Linked DNA regions of Mus musculus: all the other regions are linked to region 1. Evidence: chromatin contacts called from public Hi-C and promoter capture Hi-C data. All regions are on one chromosome and are shown on one strand. The core of a region is the stretch at or near the end of the contact, and the rest is flanking DNA. Distances in the headings are between cores, read along the strand shown.

Region 1 (4,828 bases), core at 1,701-4,200:
GGACAACCTCTTATTTTGATCCTTAAGATGGTCTGTTGGACTCTTGCTGTGTTGCCTAGGCTGGCCCAGAACTCCTGGGCTTCAGTCTCCTGAGAAGTTGGGACAACAGGTGCATGGTACAAAGTAACAACTCAACTGTCCCTCACATAAACAAGACTCACAGCCCCATCCCCGATGTCCCACCCTCCCCTCCCCTTCCTTCCCCTCCCCTCTGAGGCTTTCTTCTTTCCCTGCTGTGGAGGGACCGATAGCTAAGGGCTTGGGCAGCAGCTGGGGCTGTGTGGTGTGTACAGAAATCTCACCGATGGTCGTCTCACAGAACTTCTCCTCAGCCACCTCGCTGGCAATGTTGGCCCCCATCAGCACGCTCATGGGAATGCCAAGGCGCTCCCCAATCACTTCAGAAATGAGCTTCAGCCCGTTGGGGCCCTCGTCTACCCCCTGGGCAGAGGGTGGAGCTCAGGTAAGCTGTCCTTCAGGCCCATCTGTGCCCCTTTCCAGAGGTTCTGCCCCAATCCTACCCAGCCCAGACTTGCTGTGAGCATAGCAGACAGCAGTGACCAACCCATCTCAGCAAACTCCCACCCACACACGGCTTATCCAGCCTACCTCTTAGAAGCATTCTACTCCTTATACCCCCAAGGAACCCCCTAGACACCCCAACCCACTTCTTTTCTAAGACATCTGCCTCCAAAGCTATCTTGTCTTTGTTAAGTAGCCCAGCAGCTGACACCCCCCCTCATCCCCTCTCCCTCTCCTTCTCTCTTTCTGTCTTTCTTTCTGCCTCCCTCCTCCCTCCCCTTTCTGGGGAGATTGCTAGGGATTGAACTCGGGACCTCATGCATGCTAGGCAAACTCTCTGCCACTAAGCTATACTTCAGCCCCAACTGCTTGCTTGCTTGCTTGCTTGCTTGCTTGCTTTTTTTTTGGGGGGGGGGGTTGGTTTTTTTGTTTTTTTGTTTTTTCGAGACAGTGTTTCTCTGTGTAGCCCTGGGTGTCCTGGAACTCACTCTGTAGACCAGGCTGGCCTTGAACTCAGAAATCAGCCTGCCTCTGCCTCCCAAGTGCTGGGATTGAAGGTGTGTGCCACCACGCCCAGCCCCAACTGCTTTCTTTACTCTCTCCAAAGCCAATCCCTCCCATCTCCATCCGGGTTGTCGGTCTTGTTCTGTATATTCTTTTATGTGCTCTTCTATCTACCCCCACACCCCACAAAAGTTAGCTGCACCTCACCCCCAAACATGCCAAAGCGTCTCTGGTACCTTAATAAGAGATATGCCAATAGTATTGGCCTTCAAGTGGCCCTTGAGCTGGTCACAGATCTTGCCAATGAACTGATGGGGTACCACAAAAACCAGGATGTCAGCGCCTGTTGCAGCCTGGACCACGTCTGGGATGGCCACCTGTGAAGGAGAGCAGAAGCTCTCGTGTGCCTGGTAGACCTCTCCTAGTCCCAAGGGGACCCCCTTGCAGAAGATCTCCAAGCCAGTGTTAGGGGAGGGAGGGTTTTTGAGACTTTAACAGGAACTATCAGAACTTCTGTGTTCCCTGTCCCCAGCTCTCCTGGGGCACTGAAGCTTCCTAGAACACGCCTGCCTCCACGCTGCCACACGTTTAGCCCTTGGCTATGGGTCAGTGAAGACTGCCAAAGGCAGCCTAGGCCTGGCAGGGGGAAGAGGCCAACTAAGATTTCATCACTGCTGCGTCTTAGGGGCCCGAACTTGGCAGTGGGAGCCCCAGTCTCCCTGCGGACTCTCTGTCCCCCCTTTCTAGGTGAGGAGAATGCCATATGGATTTGACCAAAGACCAAAAGTCCAATGATCAGCCTTCAGATCTGCTAATAACCAGTGAATGAGTAACAGGGTTAGAGTTCAGGGCAGGCAGGAGAAGTTGGACCCCGAGTCCGGGAGCCTGAGAACCAGCCTTTGGTTGCCATGGAGACCCCTCTTTTCCACCTAGCACCTCTAAGGGGTGGTACATTCAGATTCCAGAAAGATTCCAAAAGAGTAATATAGGGGCTTAATGGGGGAGGGGTACTCCAGGCCTAGAGCACCCCGCCTGCTGCTCCACCAAGCCAGCGGGCGCCTACAGTGGCCTCCTCCCCTCCTCTGGGAAGGAGGCACCTCGAAGTCACTTTTGCGTGTTGACTGAGTATACCCTTTCCTTGCCTCGCTCTCTCTCTCTTCTCACATCGAGTTGGAGCTCACCACATTGGGGGGCAGCTTGTGCCCTGGCAGGTATTTAACATTCTCGTGCTGAGTGTTGATGATCTCAGTTAGCTTTCTGCCCCCGATGTCTTCCTCAAACACCCACATGGTCACCCGTGGGTCAAAGTGTGCCAGCCGGCCTGCATTGCTACCCACGATCTTGGCAATGGCTGAGCCCCTGGCGGGAGAGGAAACACAGGAAAGTGGACTAGGGTGACAGGGAGGAGGGGGAGGAACTCATAAAGCTTGTTGGATTTTTTTTTACCTCCTGCCTCTCACTCTCACGTCACTCCGCCCCCCTACTCCCACCCTGGTCCCCTATGATGAATGTGTCTCCCACAACTGGCAATAGAAGATTCAATCTATCCAGTCTTTGCTGCTGGGGAGGTGGGCTAGCCTTCCCTACACCGCGCAGGCAGCTTCTCAGGCAGGGAAGGCAACAGCACTCTGCTCACCTTCCTGTGGTGAACAGGTGCAGCGCCCAGGCGGGCACAGCCGGGAGGCTGGGCACAGACTGTCCTGTGTACCGTAAGCACTGGAGACGGCAGCAGGAGTCCAGCTGGCTCCTGAGGGCATTTCCTACCCTCTGCCCGCTTCCTGCTCACCCAGCCTCCCTCCGCGGAGCCCCTCAGCCCTCGGAGAGCCCTTCCCTCCCCCCCTGCCCTTCACAGAACCACTCACCAGTTGCCAGAGCCGACAATGCAGACTTTCTTGCCAGCCATGGTGCTGCTTGCTGCTTCTCTGCCCCGGCGGGTGTGGGCTCCGAGTATTTAACTCCACCACACGTGGGTGCAGCCAAGCTCCGCCCCTGAGGTGGCCCAGAGGCTGGCACCCAGGGACTAGGAGTCTGGCCTGCAGAAAGGGTAGTAAAGGGGACAGACAGGTGGAGAACAGGACTGAGGCTGAGGCCAGGCCAGCTTTTCCTCTCGAGTTCCCAGCTGACAGTGCTGGCCAGCTTCTTCCCTCGTTTGGCCTCGGCTTAGTTCTCCACCTACGTATTGGTATTGAGTCTGGTCAAGAAACAGTAACACCCCCCCCCCCCCAGCTATCACACCCCCCCCCAGCTATCACACCCCCCCCCCCCAGCTATGCCTTCAGTCTCCAGCACTGAAATAAACTGCAACTGACAGGGCTCGGCATGGTGGTGCATGTCTTTAACCCCAGCGCTTGGGAAGCAGAGGCAAGAGGGTCTCGATGAGTTCGAGGCTAGTCTGTTTCAGAGAGAGAGAGAAAAAAGCACTAGCGTCAGCAACAGCGATGTTTTCAAAGGCAAACGCCTCATCGCTCTCGCTAGCTAGCATGTGCCTCCCCCAGATCCTCAGCTGTTCCACTCCCATGATGTCCCATGATGGTAGCTCCACCACGGGCTCTGGGTGAGAGGATCAAGGGATGTGAGCACCTTCTAGGGAATAATACTACAATACCACATACACAGTAAGGGGCTGCTTTGGTGTATACCCCCACCCCGACCAAGGATTAAAATATCTCGGGAGAAAATGGACATAGTGGTGCACACCTTTAATCCTGGCGTTCAGGAGGCAGAGGTAGGTGAATCTCTGTGTGTTTGAGGCCAGCCTGGTCTACAGAGTGAGTTCCCAGATAGTGGGGGGGGGGGGGTTACATAAAGAAACCCTGTCTTGGAAAACTAAAAATAACAAGGTCATCTTGGTTACTTGCAGGTCAGGGACCCACAGGTTGCCCCTTCACCTCAGATAATCTCCGTTTGAAGGTCTCTAAAGGGAAGGAAGGTCAAAGGCCACTGGTGACACGTGGCCCACCCACACTCCTTCCAGGCTTCAGGAAGGGCAGAAGGTGGTGGCCAGCACATGCTCCTGGATAAGCCTGATCTCCCTTCAATTTCTTCTCTCAGGCTCTGCTTATCCCACAGGGACCCTTAAATTAAACAGCTGGTTACAGTCTCTAGACAGGGCCAGAGAAGCCAGTTACAGCAGCAGCCTCTAAAACTCAAGGGTAGCCATGTCTCCGCAGCTCTGTGGTCTCTGATGCCGGTGTGGGTGTGTAGCTTTGGGGGAGGGGGAGAAAGGCAGGCCCATATCCAGCAGTTTGGGCTCCATGGCACCCACAGACATCTGTTTGACTAAGAGGAGGAACTCGGGTTTCCAAGTCACTCTGGAAAGCGCAGCGCAGGCTTCTCGCCCTCCAGTGCTGCACCTTGACCCACAGGGCAGGCGCCACTGTATGCTCATGTGCAGACCTCCTGGCTTGGCACACCACTAATGGAGTGTTGCCACCCACCCCCCCAGGCTGCCCCTGGCCAGGGACAGTAATCAGCACTAGGTTAGAGGGGAGTGTCACCAATGCCACCAGCGGCGAGGAGAAGTGGGTAGGAGGTCAGGATTGGAAGCATGTCTTTTTCTCAGCTCGGGGATTACACAGAGGCAGCCTATCATGGTCTCGCGGCCAGGCAGTCTCTAATGATGGGGAGAATCACTGAAATCAATCAATAGCTAGTTGTTTTTCTTCTATCAGATTCTGCCTGATGCAGAGCTAGCCTCCCACAGACCTCTCCTTTATCACACTGGCACAGAGATGAAGGCTCCGGTGCCAGGCCGCCAGCTGGGAGCGCTGATTACGAGGGGTGGAAGAGAAAGGATGTTCCT
Region 2 (4,828 bases), core at 893-3,392, 990 kb after region 1:
GCTGACAGTGGAGCATGAAACGACCGGCTTCCTGACTATGTTGGTACCCTTTCAGGAGCCTAAAACAGTGCTTTCAATACTTGTGTCTATGTCTGTTAGCCACAACTTTCTAGTTTCCCAGAGAGATTTTGAAGTGTAGTTTTGTATTTGCTCAAATATATATTCATATGGTGAGGTGCACATTTTTTATATTATATTTTTATTCATTTATTTTTGGTGCTTGGGAATTATACTCTAGGAATAAAGCGCCTGGTAGAAAGTGGCACACATCTTTAATCCCAGCACTCAGGAAGCAGAGGCAGACAAATCTCTGCGTTCCAGGACAGCCTGGTCTATAGAGCAAGGTCCAAGCCAGCCAGGTTTACACAAAGAAACCTAGTGTGGAAAAGACAAAACCAACCAACCAAAACAAAACAAGCATTCTCTCACTGAGCTACCTCCCTAGCCACATGCACAGAAGTTAGGCACACATTTGACGGGTTTAAAGTGCATCTATAAAACCCCATATCCTCAAGACACAGCATGCTACCAACCCCAGGAATTCCTGCCGCCTGTGGCTTCAGTTAGTATTTGAGGGGGGTTTTATGTAGCCATGCTGGGGTTCAAGGTGTGCACCACCCTATCCCACTGTACCAATTCAGGTTCCAGTGTTTTGTTTTTGTTGCTTCTTTAAAGAGAGTTTGACTGTGTAGTCCTACATGGCCTGAAACTCAGGAATTTGTCTGCCTCTGCCCCCTGAGTGTTGGAATTAAAGGTGTGTACCACAACATCTGGAAGGCAGGGTTTTGCTTTTTTTTTTTTAAGATTTATTTTTATTGTGTATATGGACACTAGACGAGGGCATTGGAGTCCTTGGAGCTAGAGTTACAGACTTTTTGAGCCATCTGATGTGTGTGCAGGGAATTGGTCTTTGGAAGAGCAGCAAACTCTCTTAAGCACTGAGCCATCTATCCAGCCTCTGACAATGAGCATTTAAAAAATAATTCCTGGGTTAGGGGTGTTAACTAAGGCGCTTGCCAGGTATGAGCAGAGCCCTGCCTGGACTGGATCCCCAATACCACAAAGCCACCCCCAGAGAACATGAGAGCTTAATTAGAATGATAGCATTATATATGGAGGCACTCGCTAATGGGGCTGGAAGAGGAAATCCCAAAGGAAACTGGTTGGGTATTAGAGATGGAAGAAATCTCAGAATGTCGGTACAGGAGAACCACCAAGACAGCCAGGTCAGGGAGGTCAGGTTCTTCCAAATAAGAGGAAGTGTGTGTTGGGTGTGTGTGTGTGTAGTCTGAGCTGCTGGCCAGACACACAGGTGGAATTGTGTTTACAACCGGTATCAATGCTAAAGAAGACAACGAACCAAGAAACAGCCTGAGAATAAATATGGTATGGAAGGACACCATGCCAGACAGCCTTTGAGTGAGTGACCAGGAGCTGGGTACCACAGCTTAGGTTGTCAGTGAGTGTTCAGACCATGAAATTCGAAACTGGTAAGGCTGCCTAAAATTACTTGAGCCCCCTTTAAAAACTGAAGTCCTTGCATAAACACAAGACTGGTGTCCGTGCTGCTGTTGTGAAAAGGATTTGTGGAAAACAGGAAGGAAACGCCATTGCTGGTAGGAGAAGATCTGTGATGGATCACTTTTTACAGGAAGATGCCCCGTAATGCTTCCCAAGACAGGAGGCTGGAGAAGCCGCCAGCTCTTTCTGGACATACCCGAGAGCAGAATGAACAGGAGTGTGAAGGGTCAGCCGACTTGGACACCTGCCTCTGGGCTTAGTGGAAAGGGACAGATCTTAGAAGACCGAGCAGAGCACAAATGCTAGCCCTGTGCTTGAGTACTGTCACCAGTTGCCATGTTAACCTTGGGCAAGTGCCCTAGCTATGAAATGGGGACAAGTGTGTGCCTCCCTTTCCTGGCCATTCGCAGGTTAGAGACAAACGAACGCCCCTCTTTACAGTTGGTAATGGCAAATATGTGCTATTACATGATCCAGCCGTCGTCATGGGTCAGAAAGACTGTTAGATGGGTCACCATCCGCGACCTCCATCACAGGTTAGGGAATTCTGCAGTCTCTTCCCCTCTAGGAGGTGGGGACAAAGTGGAGGGAGGGCTGCAAGAGGAGGAGGAGGAGGAGCTAGCGCCTTGAAAACCCGCCCATACCAGTCTGGCCTGGAGTGAGGGAACCCGTCCTGGTCGCGTGCACCCGAACAGCCTGCCCTGGTATCCTGGTGCTCTGACCCGGTCCAATCATGACCCTGAGCCCTTTGCTCCTACCACTCCAGCTGTTACTGCTGCTACTGTTCAGTGGGGCGGTGTGCCGGGCTGAGGCTGGGCCAGAAACCGAAAGTCCTGTCCGGACCCTCCAAGTGGAGACCCTGGTGAGGAGACTGTGGTGCCACTCCCCTCCCCCCACCCCATGTCCCGCCGTTCCCCTTTACGGCCAGGGATCGCGGGGAAGCCTGGGACTCTAAATGGTCCTGTGAGAGTGAAGAGGAAAGAAGCGAAGGAACTGAGTTGGGGGAAAAGGTGCTGGGTCTCCAGAGGAGCTTAGGAGGAGCAGCCTTGACCCTTGTAGTCTGATCGTAGGTGCAGCCCCCTGAATCGTGCACGGAATCTGCTGCCATTGGAGACACGCTCCACATACACTACACGGTGAGGGGCTTGGGGGTCCGGGGCGTGGCCTGGGAGGGGCGGCGCCCGGCTGAAACACGTCAGCTTTGGCTTGGACACGTGGCAAGCTATCCTAGAGAACTTGAGTCCTAGGATCAGCCCGCACGTGGGGGCGTCCTCTCGCCTGCTTCTCTTTCTTCCTTGTTTTCTGCCGATTCCTCTCCAGCGCTGAGAAAAGAAGGATAGAGAGAGCTCCAAGAAGCGCCAGCCCCGTGGGGCTTCCTGTTCCTTCTTGCCCATGGTGGTGGTGGGTGGAAGGAGATGGGGACAGGACACAAGTTTGTTAAAGGGGTTGCTTCCTTCCGGGTGGTCCCAAATTGTGGGAAGAATGGTGGGTTTAGACCCACCATTTTTTTTTGTCTTCAGGGCAGTTTGGTAGATGGACGCATTATTGACACTTCTCTGACCAGAGATCCTCTGGTCATAGAACTCGGCCAAAAGCAGGTGATTCCAGGTATGTGCCCCGTGCCTCTGACCTCTCCCTAGCCTAAGCCCTTGCTTGCTTGCCGGCTGTATTGCTCTGGAACAGCCGCTAGAATGAAAAGGATCCCAAGGCTCTCCCGCTACCTCAGACTCCACTTCTAACACTCTTCTTGCCCCACACATCACTGCGGCAGAGAGTCTGAGAAGTGGAGCTAAGCTCATTTGATGACGGGGAGCCTTTGATTTTCCTCTTGGGTACTGTGGGGAAGATATGTAGCTTCTAGTTCAGTTTTGCCTTCTTCCTCAAGGTCTGGAGCAGAGCCTTTTGGACATGTGTGTGGGGTGAGTATCTGAAGGCCGGGGCCTGACTGCTCCTTTTTCCGGGTAGAAGGTTTCTCTGTCATCCCTTCTCCAGTGGCAGGACGTTGTAGAGTAAAGGGCCCCTGACTTCATACTGGAGAGGTGCAGGTTAATGGGAACCCCCCCCCCAGGGCATCTCTCCAGCTGTCAGTTTTGTTGGGGGAGGCTGAGTGCTGTGGGGAGATTGGTGACTTTGCTGATCCACCTGTCAGGTGGAGAATTTCATATTTTGGTGTCGCTATCTGAGGAGGGGGGTAAGGCACTTCAGATGGGCTGAGGCTGCCAGCTCACCCCCCTCCTGCCTGCAATCCCTGTTCCTTCCCTCAGAGAGAAGCGAAGAGCAGTCATTCCTTCTCACCTGGCTTATGGAAAGCGAGGGTACCCGCCATCTATCCCAGGTAACCTAACCAGGCCTTTCTCCTGCCTGTCACACACAGTCCCAAGAACCTCTGCTCTGTCTCGAGCTTGAAAAAGTCCAGATCAAATCTCAGGAAAGAATTGAGCTGGGGCTCCTCCTTCAAGGCCACTTTTTCTCCAGGAGAGGCTATAAAGCACCTGTGAAGGCCACCTGACCTGGCTGTAGACAGCTGGTGACTTTTTGGCACCGGCTTGAGCCACGTGGGTCCTGCTGCCTACACTACTTATCCCAGAGCACCAAAGTATAGCTGGCTACTTGACCTTGACTCCTAGAATTCACCTTCACACGAGATTCTTACACCAGTGTTGCCTGTAGGGGGCCCTGGAAGAGAGTAGGGAGGACCAAGCAAAGTCTTTCTGTTTTTTTTTTTAATTTATTTATTATTATACATATATATTATGAATATAAGTACACTGTAGCTGTCTTCAGAAGCACCAGAAGAGGGTATCAGATCTCATTATGGGTGGTTGTGAGCCACCATGTGGTTGCTGGCATTTGAACTCAGGACCTTTAGAAGAACAGTCAGTGCTCTTACCTGCTGAGCCATCTCGCCAGCCCCACAAAGTCTCTCTTAACAAGTTGGGAGTGAGGCCGGGCAGTGGTGGTGGCGCATGCCTTTAATCCCAGCACTTGGGAGGCAGAGGCAGGTGGATTTCTGAGTTCGAGGCCAGCCTGGTCTACAGAGTGAGTTCCAGGACAGCCAGGACTATATAGAGAAACCCTGTCTCAAAAAACAAAAAACAAAAACAAACAAACAAAAAAACCAAAAAAACCTCCAAAACAAAACTAAGTCAGGAGTGGTGGTGCACCTGGGAGGCAGAGGCTGGTCCATCTCTGTGAGTTCAAGGCCAGCCTGGTCTACATAGTGAGTCTCAGGACAGCCAGGGCCACTGACTCGAGAGACCCTGTGTCAAGAGTAAAACAGAACAGAACTCTCAGAAAAATCCTGCCC
Region 3 (4,828 bases), core at 1,679-4,178, 900 kb before region 1:
GCTGATGGAACCTCTAAGGCGTGGTAGGGTGTGAGACGTGGTAGGGTGTGAAGCAGGTCCTGCCCTGCTCTGTCCCCCGCGTGCCTAGCATGGCTCCTGGCAAAGCAGTTGGGCCACAGTGCTGAGAGTTTCTCTCCTACCCCTTTAATCTCCCCCTCCCTCTGCTCATTCATTCATTCTCATTCTCTTTCTCTCTCTCTCTCTGCCCCCCCCCCCACTTCCTCTCTCCTCTGCACCCCCCCCCCATGGTTTTATTTTCTTTCTTTTGAGATAGTGTCTTTCCCCAGCCTGGCTAGAACTCACTATAAGCCCATGCCTCCAGCTCTTGAGGATTGTGATTCTAGGTTCAAACAAGCCATTAGGTAAATAAAGTAGATGGCATAAAGTAGATGGCAGCTCCTGCAGAGAGGGCCAGCCCATTTTCCTCTGAAAGCCTGGATCCTGCAGTAACCTTTACCAAGTCCCATCTTCAGCAGTTATATCAAAAATGCTAATTAAGGAAAGACTGTGGTATCACACAGTCTTTTATCGCTTTAATTCCAGCTCTGGGGAAACAGAAGCAGGCAGGATCGTTGTGAGTTCAAGGCCAACCTGGACTATGGAGCAACTCCAGGCCAACCAGGGCTACATAGTGAGACCTTCTAGACCATAGTTTGGTAAGGCCCTGACTCAGAGTAATTACTTTAGATTCAGGCTTTGGGACTTTGGGGTTTTGGAGCTTCAAGGATAGGCAGACAGATACAGGATAGAATGCAGGAAGGTTCTGGGTACTAGACGCCCTGTGCTGAGCCTGGTAAAGTGCAGACCCTGTCCTAGAAGTAAAAGATTTGGGGCAGGGTAAGAATAGTATTTTATGGGGCTGGAGAGATGGCTCAGCAGTTAAGAGCACTGACTGTTCTTCCAGAGGTCCTGAGTTCAATTCCCAGCAACCATATGGTGGCTCACAACCATCTGTAATGAGATCTGATGCCCTCTTCTGGTGTGTCTGAGGACAGCAACACTGTACCCATATTCATAAAATAAATTAAAAAATCTTAAAAAAAAAAAAAAAAAGAATAGTATTTTATTACTTAGAAATCACGTTTATAATATGTAAGGCCGGGGAGAAGGCTCGGTGGGCAAGGCCCTTGCTGTACAAGCATGAGAACCTGAGTAAAGCCATAGGTGGTATCATGCATTTGTTTTGCTTTAGAAACATTCCCACTGGTACTGGCTGGCCTGGAAATCGCATCGATCCACCTGTCCATCTCCTAAACACCGGGGTTAAAGGTGAAGGGCACCTGGCAGCAGCATGCCTTTGCCAGCTCAGCACTGCCATAGTGAGGTGGGACGTGGAGACAGGAGACTCCTCACAGGCCAGCCAGTGTAGGGAGCAGAGGACAGGAAGAGATCCTGTGTCAAACCGAGAGGATGGTGAGGATGGAGCCCAGAACTCGTCCCCTGTGACTTCCACAAGTACACCCCACGGGCAGGAGTATGTTAGAGTATGTAGAACGCTGCAAAATGTACTGGATACACCATGATGCTGCATCACACACACAGACACATACCACATACATACACAGACACACAGAGACACAGACGTTTACATCCCCCCTTCTCTCTCTCTCTGCACTCAACGTGCCCCTTACATTACTATAACCCTCCTGTCGTAGTGTCATAGTTACAATCGTACAACTAGGTATTGTCACCCCGTTAGCATCTGCAGCGAGCGATGCAGATGGGTTAGGTGATTCTTTCTTATCCAAGGGCGCACAGCTGGCAAAGGACAGGGATTGTATTTGTAGCCTGGAGCTCTATATAGTACAGGAGGATCTTGAACAATCTTTCTCAGCCCTGAGTTCTGGGATTATAGACATGTCACCACACCTAGCAAAACCCAACCCCCTCATGGTCTCATTCAATAACCCTGGCTAGCCTGGAATTCTCTATATAGACCAGGCTGGCCTTGAACTCTGAAACCTGCCTGCCTCTGCTTCCTGAGTGCTGGGATTAAAAGCATGTTACCCCCACCCCCAAGCCAAAAGCTCCTATTTGTTTGTTTATTTATTTAGTTGTTTTTTGAAACAAGGTCTCACGCATGTTGTGGCTCTGGTTGTCCTGGAACTCATTCTGTAGACAGGCTGGCCTTGAATGCAGATTTGCCTGCCTCTGCCTCCCAAGTGCTAGCTAGCATTAAAGGTGTGCATCACTACACCTAGCTCAAGCCCCTATTTTTAACTATTGTGTTGGACAGAGAGAAAATCATAAAAATGTTGTCATTTGGAAATAGTTTGCTTCCATCTCTGTTTTCCAGGATTTTCTGCTTGGAGTTCCTGTAGACACTATTCGATGAACTTTTTTAAATCTGTATTTTATGAATATGAGTGTTTTCCTTGTATGGATATTTGTGTACATGTGTGCCTGGTGGCCACACAGGCTGGAGTTACATATTATGAACAGCCTGTGCTCTAACCACTGAGCAACTCTCCAGGATGGTGTCGTGACAGAATGCCAAAGACAAAGAGTTCACCGTTTTCTTTTCCCCCTTCCTCAACTTCCCAGAATTGATGACCACGCCGGTTTTTCAGGCCCCTGAGACCCTGTCCCCACAAGCTGAAGAGGCCAGCACAGCGCTCATTGCAGGTAATAATGCCAGTGTACCAATTCAAGGAGCCTCAGAACTGAGACCTCTTGCTCAGCCTGGAACCCAGTGTGACTGCTAAGATGTTCCCTATACAGGAAGGACATCGTCAGGGTAACGGGGTTCATTCTGGCATGTAGGTCTGACACATGCATAGCTGTGAAAGACCCAGAGGCATGACCATAAGGGATAGGCTGGGAGTGACCATGCACAGGCACGGTTATGTGGCTGCTCAGCTGGGGTGTGTGGGTTGGGAGGAGGGTATATGTGGCTTGTCGAGTGGGTGAGGAAGAGCGAGCGAGTGGGGAGAACCAGAGCGGCTCTCATAGGAAGCTCTGTATTTAAAACACCCTTCCTGTTGGCATGAGCTATTTATTTCCCTCCTGGTTTCTAGCATGATCATCAGAAACTGGTTTGGGAGGAAGTTGAATTTTGTCAGAAATCAAAACAGCATGTCTATAGCCAAGTACCAAGAACCTCTGGATGCTGTGCCCTGGACAAGCTGTGTTCGAGGGGCACCCCACTAGGAAGTAATGGCCTAATTCAGAGGGCCCCTTGTAGTACTGAAACATGTCTCCCTCTCTCCCTCTCTCTCCCTTCCAAGTTGTTATCACCGTGGTGTTCCTCACCCTGCTCTCGGTGGTGACCTTGATCTTCTTTCACTTGTACAAGAACAAAGGCAGCTACGTCACCTATGAGCCTGCAGAAGGGGAGCCCAGCGCCATCCTCCAGATGGAGACTGACTCAGCCAAGGGCAGAGAGAAGGAAGAGTACTTCATCTAATGCTTCCCAGGCTGGAGGGGCCAATTCTTGGCTCCAACACTAAGCCGCTGCCTCTGTAGTTAGGGAACGTTTGCTCTAAAGCCAGGGAGTGGCGTTGGGTGATACTGGCACATCCACTCACCTCCCAGGACACAGCCCCCAATACCGGAATCACTGACTCCAGGGTCCAGAGACACGGAGAAAGCTGTTCATGATGCTGGGCCTTGATAAGGACAGTGCTCGAAACCGACCACCAAAGAGGGGCCATGCCTGAGTTGGAAGTGAGGTCACATGCTGGTCCACTTTGTCCCCTCCCTAGTTGACGACCAATAGCCCCAGTCAGTGCTATCCAGTCTTTCTGGAGGCAGGACACCACAGGGAGGGGTCAGACCAGGGAGGGGATAGGAGTCTGAGAATGTTACTGCCTTTGTTTGATCTGAGCCCCACTGTTCCCCAATCAGCCTCAAACTTCTACTGTTTTTATCCTAATTAAACTTATGAAAATCAGATTTTCATTTTCAAGAACTAAATTTTTCCTTGTTCTGCTTAAGCTTTTTACATCATTTTCTCTTATTTAACTCATCTGTATGTGTTATCTTTCTAAGGACTTAATGGAAGTTCTACAGTTCTCAAAACTATTCAGGAGTTGGCAATGAGGACAACCCAGGTTTGTCCCAGACAAGCATCACTGGAAACACATGAGAAATAAGTGGGTTTGTTCTCAATTCTGGCAAGGGCCACAATCTCCCAGATCCCTGTGTATAATATAGATGGAGCCAAGAAAGACCTGGCATTCAATCCCATCTGTAAAGCTCTTTTCTTTTTTTTACCCTTGAGACAGGGTTTCTCTGGGTAGACTAGGCTGGCCTCTAACTCACAGATCGGCCTGCCTCTGCCCCGTGAGTACTGGATTACAGTTGTGAGTCCAGGATCATCTCTAGTGGAACCCAGGAGAGCAGTCAAGCCTAGCCTGACACACCTACATTTACTTCAAAGACGTATTGAAGAAACAGCAATGGGAGCACTAGCTGGTTTCTGGGTGGGATGTTAAAGACCTGCCATATAAAGGAAGCCATCTGAGCACATGCTAAGTAAAGAATGCTGGCGTGAGGTGTAATGCAACTTCATCACTTTATTCAAATCTTCAAAATAGTCTTTATTCTACATTTTTAGTATAAAAAATCCACAAGTTAAGTGCACCACAGTGTAGAGAGACATACAACGCTGAACTTCCATAACAGTCGATGGTACAGTCAAACATCACATGTACAGAACACAAGATTTAGATGAACTGAAATAGCAGATAAAATAAAATCCAATCTCGGAAAACAAATCAAAATATTAAGGATCCCTGAAATATTAATCCTAATGAGATCTCACTGGACTCAAGTCATGTCATAGTGAGGCATTCACGTGACCCTACTAACCTACCTCAGGAAACTC
Region 4 (4,828 bases), core at 1,261-3,760, 800 kb after region 1:
CCAACCTGATTTGCACTATACCACTGTCATTAAAGCACCACGCTTCTCATAGTTGAAATAAATGTCTGAGGACTCTGGTGGCTTTCAAAAGCACTTGCTGGCCAAGCCTGACAACCTCAGCTCAGTTGCTGGGACCTACACTGTGGAAGGAGAAAATTAGCTCCCCAAAGTTGTCCTGTGACCGCCTCATGTGCACCTGGGCATGAACTTGTTCTCATGCACACACACACACACACACACACAGAGAGAGAGAGAGAGAGACAGAGACAGAGAGAGAAACAGACGTACAAGTGTAAAACTTACAACTGTGGTGTGGTGGAGTGGGGCATGGTGGCACGTGTATTTAATTCCAGCATCAGGAGGAGCAGCAGCTGGATCTCAGTGAATCTGAGGCCAGCCTTCTCTAAACACTGAATTCTGAGAAGGCTGGGACTATAGAGAGGCCTTGTCTTAAAAACAAAAAAACAACAACAAAAAAATGCCAACAACTCAGAATTTGCATATAACGTATGCATATCGCCCAAAATATTTAGAACCAATACTCCAGCACCTATAATTCTCAATACGGTGTAAAAATTATATAAATAGTTTAGGGTATAGCCGGGCAGTGGTGGCGCATGCCTTTAATCCCAGCACTTGGGAGGCAGAGGCAGGTGGTTCTGAGTTCAAGGCCAGCCTGGTCTACAGAGTGAGTTCCAGGACAGCCAGGGCTACACAGAGAAACCCTGTCTCAAAAAACAAAAAACAAAACAAAATTTAGGGTATACCAGCAAGAACACAAAATCTGCACATGTTCAGTACAGACATAATTTTGTTCCCAAGACTTTTTTTCATGGTGTTGGGAATCAAATCCAAGGTCTTGCTCATGCTAAGTTCTTTATCACTGTGTAACATTCCCAGCCCTAGATGTATTTTGCTGTTGTATTTTGAAGCAGGGTCTCTCTTTGTATCCCAGATGTGTTTTTAGACTTGGTCTCTCATTAGGACTTGGGGCTACATGAATAGGGTTCGCTGACTAGTCTAGTCAGCAGACCCTAGGGATCCTCCCGTCCACACCTCCCCGGGTTCACCAGCCTGCACTACTCATTAATTGTGGGTGCTAGGAATGGAACTTAGGTCCTTCTCCTGTTACCAACTGAGCCATCTCTATAGCTACCCCTCCCAAATGGTTTTTGCTTTGTGTTTGAGATTAGCTGAACCCACAGATGTAGAACCCAACAATGCAGAGGGCCAACTATATAAACATAAATGTATACACGGGATGTATTTATTTTGTTTTTGAGACAAATTCTCACCATGTTACTCTGGTTGTCCTAAAACATTATGTAAAGGGCAGACTGGCCATGAATTTATAGATCCACCTGCTTCTGCCTTCCTAGTGCTGAATTAAAAGACGTGTGCCACAATGCCCAGATGGTTTCTGAATCTCAAAGTAGGACTGGGCCAACCTCTATTTTCTAGTTTCAAATTAAAACGTTAAAACGTTAAAATGTTAAAACATTAAAATTAGATAAAGGCTATAAAGAGAACAGCACATAGCAGGGAGTTAATGTTTGGGAGTTAATGTTTTACTCAACCCACTCACCAATATTCCCTGGGATATTTCCTCAGTTTCGGGATAGCCTGGGCCTGGTAATACATGCAATCAACTAGGAAGCTGAGAATTCAAGGGTAGCCTGGTTTGCATCGCAAGACCTGTCTCAACAAAACAAAAGTTTCATGACATTTTTAAAAAGTCTCCTGTTTTTTTGTTTTTGTTGTGGTTTGTTTTTTAACTATTTGTTCTCTAATACCCTAGGCCTTCCACAAAAATAACTGTGTGAAAGCTGTCTGGAGTGGCAGGGAAACTCCAATAACAAATAAAAAAACGCATCGGGCAGTGGTGGCACAAGCCACTAATCCCAGCACTTGGGAGGCAGAGGCAGGCGGATTTCTGAGTTCGAGACCAGCCTGGTCTACAGAGTGAGATCCAGGACAGCCAGGGCTACACAGAGAAACCCTATCTCGAAAAACCAAAAATAAAAATAAAGAAAAAGAAAAGAAAACGCTATGGACCTTTGGGTTACAGGCAGCCGTCCCTTCAGAAGACCCCGTGGTGCTTACATCTTCTCGACGGGCTGACCTGATCCCAACCTTATTCGTTTAAACTAAAATCCTGACGGATACACATCCTGGAACCAACCCTCACATCTCAGCCGTGGACCACAAGGACTCTTAGTTTTAGAACAGCTTCGACAGGCCAAAAACATCCCGCCTCCTTTCCCAGAATGTCCTATCAGCGCACTCCTAGCGATGACCGACAGTCTACGAGGAACCAGTAAGTTCCGCTCCTCTGAAGAAACCCGCCCAGGCCTTGTGTCGTCACTGGGCACCAAGCCTGGCACTTCCGCGTAGCCGGGCGGCGGGTACTTGCGTTGAAACGTGCTTGCGAGTGACCCCACCTTAAAGGGGAGGGGACCGAGGGGGACCCGAGCCCTTTAAGACTAGGCGGGCTGGGGCCTGCCCCTTTAAGGGCGGGGCGTCCGACCGCAGAATCTGAGCCCCAGATTACCTTGAGTTTCCGTCACGGGCAGCGAGGAGAGGCGCTTAGGCTGGGTCCGGGTGCTTGGCGGGCGGCGGCGGCCTCATCCCCGCTCGTCCTCCCCGGGCCCGGAGACACCCCCGCCCCAGTCATGCTGAGCAGAGTATGGAAGCAGCTGACTACGAAGTGCTATCCGTGCGAGAACAGCTGTTCCACGACAGGGTCCGCGAGTGCATCGTGAGTCCGGGACCTGGGCGGGAAGGGGCCGGGCCGAGGTGGGAGGGGCGCGCCGCGATGGAGACGGGAAGTCCAGCTGCCTGGGCTCCGGAGCACCTCGACCCCTGCGAGCGCCGGGGCCGGGCCGGTGAACTCCCGGTCGGGTCGGCTGGGTCCCTGAGCCGTAAACAAAGCCGCCGGGTTTCCGTTCCTCGGCCGCTCGCCCCTCCCCCCGCCCCTTCTACTCCACCCCCGTGGGCGTTCCTGGCGATGGGGGTCCTCTAGTGTGGAGCGTTTGATCCTCTGGAAAAGGATGGATTTGCTTCGGGACAAGTTAGTGTGCGTGTTCCCCCTTAAAAGTAGATGAAGGGCAACCATGGTTGATGTTGAAATGAAGGGAGACTCGGTCACATTGAGCAGTTAACCGGGGACATGCGATGGTGGCGCGAGGGGCGAAGGAAAAGTGGGAGCTGTAGTGGGTCCTCCCACTAAGGAAGAAAGAAGTCCTGTCCGACGAGATGGGGTTGTAAGAAGTGGAGATGGAGGAACACCGAGGTTTCCCCGCCTGTTTTCTCTCCCCTGTAGTAGTGGTTGTTTTCATTCCTTCTGTGATTGAATCCTGGGCCTCTGGCATGCAGCATGCCAAACACAAGCCAATACAATGACACACACCCCGCACGACTTCCGGATAATTTGTTTGACACTCAGACTGGGTTTCCAGCCATCCCGTGTGAGTTCTCATGTGTGGGTGGGGTGGGGTGGGGTGGGGTGGGGGTGGGAGGGTCCCGGGTCCGCAGTGATCCTGAGCGCATCTAGCCTGTATTTCTTATTCTTTAAGCATTAATCTAGAATTGCAGTTGAACTTTCCATACGGCAGTGTACTACTCTAGGGTAGGAGCACCCGTGGGACTTAGGGAAATCTATTTTCCTTGGGCCTGCTTTGAATGATAATCTCTTTGTCTGCTGGGTTTTTTTGTTTTATTTTGTTTTGTTTTCCCAGAGAGCTCTGCACATACTAAATGAAAAGGGAAGGGTTTGGAGGAGTGGAAGGAGATCTTACTGAATAAAGGGGAGGGCTCAGATGGTGTCTTTCTTCATTTTTCTCAGGCTGAGCTTTAGGCTACCCCTTGGCATGCTTAGATTGAAGAAACGGTAAAGGGGACTAGGTCTGCCCTTACCAATGAGGGCATACGAGTATCTAGCCCCAGGATAAGAGTCGGGTAGCATCTCTTCTGTGTTCCTTGGGAGAGGTACACATTGGGGATTGGGCATATCACGGTGGGGGGCCAGGGGGGGGCACATCCAGGCCTTATAAGATACTGACCACCTGGAGGGATGAGGCCGAAGAAACTGCTCAGTATGTGTTTCTGCCTCCTAAGCCATTAGCTTAGGACATCAGCTCCAGCCAGGGGCAAGTGAACGTTTCTAGTGTCTCCTGAATGTGGCTCCCATCTAGAAACTAGAGAACAACCCAGGTAGGAGGTGGGGGTGCGCGCCTTCAGTTCCAGCACTCAGGAGGCACAGGCAAGCGGATCTCTTGAGTTTATGGCCAGTCTGGTCTACAGAGTGAGTTTCAGGACATCCAGGGCTACACAGAGACACCATGGGAGAGGGAGGGAGCGAGCACTGAAACAGCTTAGCCTGTCCTGGAAGTGGGTGGAACCCCAAGCCTGACCTTTTGAGCTCTACTACCCTCTTGGCTGTTAATCAAGTTCAAGACCAAAAGGGGCAGAGAAGGAGCTGTTGGGAAAATTCAGCTTCCATCTTAGTGGCTCTTCCTATGGGGACTTCCTAAATCAAAAGCTATCACTTTATTCTAGACACAGGACTTTCTTGGTCTCCTCTTTGTCACTGTACAGATTTCCTCTAGGGTCTGTTTATCTTGGAGACTAGAAGACACGTGAGATCGAGCTTGTCTGTGCCTACCTCAAATGCAATGACATTTCCCTTTTGTTTTTCTGATGCCTTGGAATGGTGTAGAGATGTAATGCTTGTACTACTTATCTGTCCAAGTTCTGTCCTGTCATTTGGAGGTCTAACCACTCAAGGCCATGTGTAGGTCCTAAGATACTTGGCTCTGAAGTTAGAAAT
Region 5 (4,828 bases), core at 1,236-3,735, 690 kb after region 1:
GATAGCCTGGGAAAAGAGCCTACTAGTGAGCCTGATCTCGGAACTGCAAGGAAAGCTGCCCTCTCCTGCCCCCACCCCCAAGCATACCAACTATCCAAACGTACACTCCACACAAGTGAATAAAACAAAGAAGCCAACAGCTTTGGGGGCTGGAGAGTTAGCTCAGATGAGAGAGGTCTTGCCTAACTATGTGAAGTTCTGTGTTCCATCCCAGCACCACACAAAATGGTGGCTCGGGCCAGTAATCCCAGTCCTAGTGTGGGAAGGAGGCGACCAGCAGTTCAAGGGTCACCCAGGACTATAGACAGAGGCAGCTTGCGCTACCTGAGGGCTGTGCACCTCACTTCCCCAAAGCTTCCATAGACCTTAAACAATACTGGGATGGGGTTTTCTTTAAAAAAAAAAAAATTTTTTTTTTTTAGATTTATTTCTTATATGTAAGTACACTGTAGCTATCTTCAGACACACCAGAAGAGGGCATCAGATCTCATTAAGGATGGTTGTGAGCCACCATGTGGTTGCTGGGATTTGAATTCAGAACCTTTGGAAGAGCAGTTGGTGCTCTTAGCTGAGCCATCTCTCCAGCCTTTCTTTTAAATTTCTATTGTCAGCTGACCAGGTGCAGGCTAGGTAAATGGTCTCTCAAATAGTTAAAACTTATTTAGCAGGGAGGTTCCTTTTACCGAAATTATTCACTCTGTAGCCCGCTCTAGCCTGGGACTCACTAGGGACTAAGGAGCCCCAAACTCATGATGAGCAATCCCCCTCCCTGTCTCAGCCTCCAAAGTCTAGAGAACTAGCCACTCTCCTCCAAGCCGGGCTGAGTTCCTGGTAACTTTGTTTGCTTTTGAGACCGGGTCTCATTGTGCTGGCTGACCAGAACTCAGAAGATACTCCTGCCGCTGCCTCCAGAGCCCAGGGTTTGATAGCCTCACCCATTTTTTTCTTGAAAACTGAACTAATACATTGTTAACCAGGTGAATAACCCTAGCTCTTGGGTAGTGGAGACAGAAGGATCTTGGTTTTAGTTGAAGGTCATGTTTGGCCACATAATGATTTCAAGACTGGCATGAGCATAAGACACTCAAAAACCAAAGTGCAAGCCAAGTGGTTTGCCTTTCATCTCAGCTCAGGTAGCAGAGGCAGGCAGAGCTCTGAGTTCCAGACCATCCTGGTCTACAGGGTGAGTTCTATTACAGCCAGAGCTACAAAGAAACCCTTTATCGAAGGAAGGAAGGAAGGAAGGAAGGAAGGAAGGAAGGAAGGAAGGAAGGAGAGAGAGAGAGGGGGGGGAGAGGGGAAGGGAGAGAAAAAAACCCGCTGTTGGTAGTTTACTCTAGCTTTAAATTGAAAAAAAAATTTTTTACGGACATTTTTTCTTAACTGGGCTAAATATAAATATGCCGTTGAAGTAACACTAAAAACTAGGCTGGCTTAGGGGATCTGACGCCAATTATTCCCTCCTACGGAGGAGCTCGCCTTCTCAGGTGCACAGCTGCAGCTGGAAGGGCCGGGGACTGGCCACAGGTGACTCAGCAGCGAGTCACAGGGCGTGGAGACGGTGCCCGGAAGTATTTGCTCAGTCCTGTCCAGAGCGCACGAGGTCCTCTGGGCTATCCCAGCTGGGAGAGCGACATCATTTGAGGAAAATGGAGACCTTTGAGTTTCTCCAAACTCTCGTGATCATTGTGAAAGTTCCCTGCCTTTCCGGGAGCGACCGGCGGCCGAGACGGGATGCTCTCCCAGGAGGATCGAGACAGAGGATCGGGACGAGCCCTCCAGCCCAAAGCGACACTAGTTTAGTGGACTAGGCTCTCACACCCCAAACGCCAGAAGCCAGTCTAACTGGAGGCGGCCGTCGTGGGGCTATTGCAGGTATCGTCTCCCGGGCAGCCCTCAGCTCCCGCGGTCCCTTCAGACGACCTCGCCGCTACCCCAAAGCCATACTCACCATATTTAGTCCTTGAAGTGGTCCGCGAAAACTGAGGAAGTGAAAAAGGGTGACGAAGATCTCCCACTAACAGACTACCAAGGAGTCCGGGGGAGAAGCTGTGTAAGGTCCGCCTCCAGGACAGGGCTTATATACCCTGGCCGGGCCACGCGTCGGGAGGGCGGACACCGGACCCCGCCCCGGGCCGCAGCGAAGCCGATGATTGGCGGGTTCGAAAGTTCAAATCAAACTCCGTAGAAGGAGCTGGAAGTGGGAAGGGGAGGAGACACCCAGGGTCCACGCCAGGGCCAGGTGGGGCGGGGAAGAAGGTGGGGAAGGCGATTGGAAGTTGGAGGACAGCGAGATCTTTGTGGAGCTCTGGCCGGAAGAAAGTCCCAGGTAGAGAGGGGGGCGGCCTGGCTCAGCCACCGGGGACTCACAGCTGATCGCCGCCGCACTTGTGGCTCGGTCGCCCCACCCAGGCCTTGGAGCCCGGAAGAGTGAGCCAGAGAGGTGACCCGGGGCTGCCGGCAGGGTGGTGACTGCGACAGCTTCAGGGGGCCAAGATGGAAACGCCCAGTCAACTTGACGGCACAGTGGGAGGGGTGGAGCTGAAGTTAGCTCAAGCCAAAGCCGGTTACAACATCACCAGGGTTGCAGCCCCTGAAGGCAATCTTTCCTAACCTAGGTCTCAGTTGCCTCCAATGGGTCCTAAGCACCTTACTCTTTACTCCCGCCTTCTAGAAGGCTAGCCCTCTCCTCCTTCCTCCCTTCTCCCCACCCTTCCCCCAAGTCCTGAGGATATTTGCCAGAGCATCCCGAGCGCCCTTTTATTTTCGAAGGCAGAGTCTGCCTCAGCTCCTCTTTAAGCAAACATTCCGAGTCTTAAGAGCCTTAAGAGGCACAAAATTATTCGGCCCATTATGAGAGGAACTCGTAACTCCCCCCCGCCCCCCAAGATGGGTCCCCGCTGCAGTGCTCAAGCTAAACCCAGGCGATCCACACTAATTCCTTTCTCTGCGTCTGTGGGATGCAGAGTTCACTCTGTAGTACCACATTCTCTCTGGCCCAAGAGCCCGGGGGCTCCTCTCCTCATTTTACAGTCAAGAGGAGAGGAGAGTTCGGGAAACAAAGCAGGCAAGTGTCTCCACCGCGGGAGACGTTGGACTTCCCTGCCCCACTGCCCTGCACTAGACAGACTTGTCTGAACAACTCCGCAAAGCAGATTTCTCAGAAGTGCCATTCAGTCCTGCTGAGGAGATAGACAGATCCCTGGGAAAGTTTAAGGAACTGGAGTGGTGTGCTTGCTTGTCCTCTTCATACTAAGGAGAGAGAGACAGGAAGAGCCTGGAGCTCACAGGCCAGCTGCTCTTGCAGTATCAGAGTTCAGTGAGGAACCTTGTCTCAAAAAAAAAAAAAAAAAAAAAAAAAAAAAAGGTGGAGAGTCATAGAGGAAGACGGAACATATTGACCTCTGGCCTATGCACGTACACAGAATCTCTCTCTCTCTCTCTCTCTCTCTCTCTCTCTCTCACACACACACACACACACACACACACACACACACACACAAATTAAAAAGCCGCCCTTATTTGAATGTGATGATGCATACCTGTATTTCAGCAGGCAGGGGACAAGACTGGCAAATTTGATCCAGGCTACTTTGTTTCAAATAGAAAAGACTAGAATGCCAGGGATGGCTGTGAAAAGTGGTACAATACAGGCAGACAAGATGGCTCAGTGGTAAGGTCATTTGCCACCAAGCCCGAGGAACTTGGGAGTTTGACTCCCAGGACCTATCCAGTGTAAGGAGAGAACCAACTGTAACTGATTAAATTATCTAATCTTTATACCAATAAAGTACCAGAGGCTTAAACTATGGTAAAGACCTGCTAGCTCAGCAAGGCAACTTTCTTTTCTTTTCTTTTTTTTCTTAACTACATACAAAATATCTATTTACAAGCCTGATTCCACAACTAAACTGCTAGCTCTTTAGAAATTTCTTTCTGGGGCTGGAGAGATGGCTCAGTGGTTAAGAGCACTGACTGATCTTCCTAGAGGTCCTGAGTTCAAATCCCTGCAGCCACATGGTGTCTCTCAACTACCTGTAATGAGATCTAATGCCCTCTTCTGGTGCTGCCTGAAGACCGCTACAGTGTACTTAGATATAATAATAAATAAACCTCTTTTAGCTACAGTGTACTTAGATAAATAAATCTCTTTTTAAAAAAATAAATTTCTTTCTGAGTCAATCTACAGAGCTAGTCTACTTTTCTCTTGAGCTCCTCCAAACCGGAGAGGGCTTCTTAGCTCTCTTTCCTAGAATATTGTTTTACCTGTGTCCTGCCAGCTGTGTCTCTGTTTTCCTGTAAGTCAAAGAGAAAAATCCCTAGCCCTTACTTGGAGCTCCTTCCATAAAGAAGACTCTTCCAAGCAGAGAGAGAGAGAAGGGGAGATGGGAGAAAGAGAGTACTGGAGAGGGAAGAGGGAAGGGGAAAGGGGAAATGGGAAAGTGGGAAGAGAGAGAGAGAGAGAGAACCTCTCCCAAGCAAGTTGCCTTAAAGTTAGCAGGAACTTTCCATTTTTTAGCATTCTTATCTAATGAGGCTTTTAGAGGCGCACCTAAACTGCATCTCTACAGGACTCATTTAGCCGCCTTTGACAAATGCAATTATCTATTTAAACTCTTATATTTTGCTAACAATTAGCTTTTCTATGTACAATAATCAAGTATCCTGTAACACTAATTCCCAAAAGTTGTCCTCTGACATCCATACACATGCCGCAGCAAACACATAGTCTATGTAAATAAAAACGCAAGAAATAAAAAGAAGTCGAGCAATGGTGACAGATGCCTTTAATTCCAGCACTTGGGAGGCAGAGGAAGGCAGATTTCTG

The links. Promoter capture Hi-C pulls out the DNA fragments that hold promoters and counts their contacts. A called contact is a pair of places that touch in the nucleus more often than the background predicts.
Region 2: a promoter capture Hi-C map of liver shows a contact between it and region 1, with 2.2 times the contacts expected there. The contact joins the promoter of Fkbp11 here to the promoter of Gpd1 in region 1. A contact is called at or near these places in 2 of 39 promoter capture datasets (both in liver) and 1 of 115 datasets of contacts at active chromatin or transcription factors (bone marrow-derived macrophages).
Region 3: a promoter capture Hi-C map of liver shows a contact between it and region 1, with 3 times the contacts expected there. The contact joins the enhancer-like site here to the promoter of Gpd1 in region 1. A contact is called at or near these places in 3 of 39 promoter capture datasets (erythroid cells, liver and pre-B cells), 3 of 484 Hi-C or Micro-C datasets (embryonic stem cells and uterus), 2 of 115 datasets of contacts at active chromatin or transcription factors (memory CD8 T cells and pancreatic cancer cells) and 2 of 9 other capture datasets (adipose tissue and liver).
Region 4: a Hi-C map of liver shows a contact between it and region 1, with 2.9 times the contacts expected there. The contact joins the promoter of Lmbr1l here to the promoter of Gpd1 in region 1. A contact is called at or near these places in 2 of 39 promoter capture datasets (both in liver) and 1 of 484 Hi-C or Micro-C datasets (liver).
Region 5: a promoter capture Hi-C map of liver shows a contact between it and region 1, with 6 times the contacts expected there. The contact joins the promoter of Tuba1c here to the promoter of Gpd1 in region 1. A contact is called at or near these places in 6 of 39 promoter capture datasets (embryonic stem cells, erythroid cells, liver and 2 more), 3 of 484 Hi-C or Micro-C datasets (CD8 T cells and liver), 4 of 115 datasets of contacts at active chromatin or transcription factors (embryonic stem cells, large pre-B cells, memory CD8 T cells and 1 more) and 2 of 9 other capture datasets (adipose tissue and liver).

The regions. Positions count from the first base shown.
Region 1 is chr15:99,715,709-99,720,536 of GRCm38.p6, reverse strand. Gpd1 (glycerol-3-phosphate dehydrogenase 1 (soluble)) reads right to left here and starts at 2,950. Exons shown (of 8, transcript NM_010271.3): 1 at 2,889-2,950; 2 at 2,208-2,385; 3 at 1,263-1,403; 4 at 303-441. The coding sequence starts at 2,929. Gm16537 (predicted gene 16537) reads left to right here. Exons shown (of 3, transcript NR_155353.1): 3 at 4,698-4,828.
Region 2 is chr15:98,725,512-98,730,339 of GRCm38.p6, reverse strand. Fkbp11 (FK506 binding protein 11) reads left to right here and starts at 2,142. Exons shown (of 6, transcript NM_024169.4): 1 at 2,142-2,383; 2 at 2,592-2,657; 3 at 3,042-3,129; 4 at 3,407-3,440; 5 at 3,786-3,856. The coding sequence starts at 2,255.
Region 3 is chr15:100,620,426-100,625,253 of GRCm38.p6, reverse strand. Smagp (small cell adhesion glycoprotein) reads left to right here. Exons shown (of 4, transcript NM_174992.4): 3 at 2,545-2,625; 4 at 3,228-3,915. The coding sequence ends at 3,406. It overlaps Dazap2 (DAZ associated protein 2), which reads right to left. Exons shown (of 4, transcript NM_011873.2): 4 at 4,493-4,828. Among named protein-coding and RNA genes, the nearest start is that of Dazap2, 7.2 kb to the right of the region's middle. Within about 2 kb of position 2,928, at least 61 of the 459 cell types and tissues checked have an H3K27ac peak or open chromatin away from gene starts, as enhancers often do. A contact at or near this core is called in adipose tissue, liver, memory CD8 T cells and 1 more, where this site is marked.
Region 4 is chr15:98,915,780-98,920,607 of GRCm38.p6, reverse strand. It overlaps Lmbr1l (limb region 1 like), which reads left to right and starts at 2,510. Exons shown (of 17, transcript NM_029098.3): 1 at 2,510-2,758. The coding sequence starts at 2,687. It overlaps Gm41396 (a long non-coding RNA gene), which reads right to left and starts at 2,639. Exons shown (of 5, transcript XR_001781764.2): 1 at 2,552-2,639; 2 at 1,586-1,695.
Region 5 is chr15:99,027,548-99,032,375 of GRCm38.p6, reverse strand. Tuba1c (tubulin, alpha 1C) reads right to left here and starts at 2,485. Exons shown (of 4, transcript NM_009448.4): 1 at 1,952-2,485. The coding sequence starts at 1,954.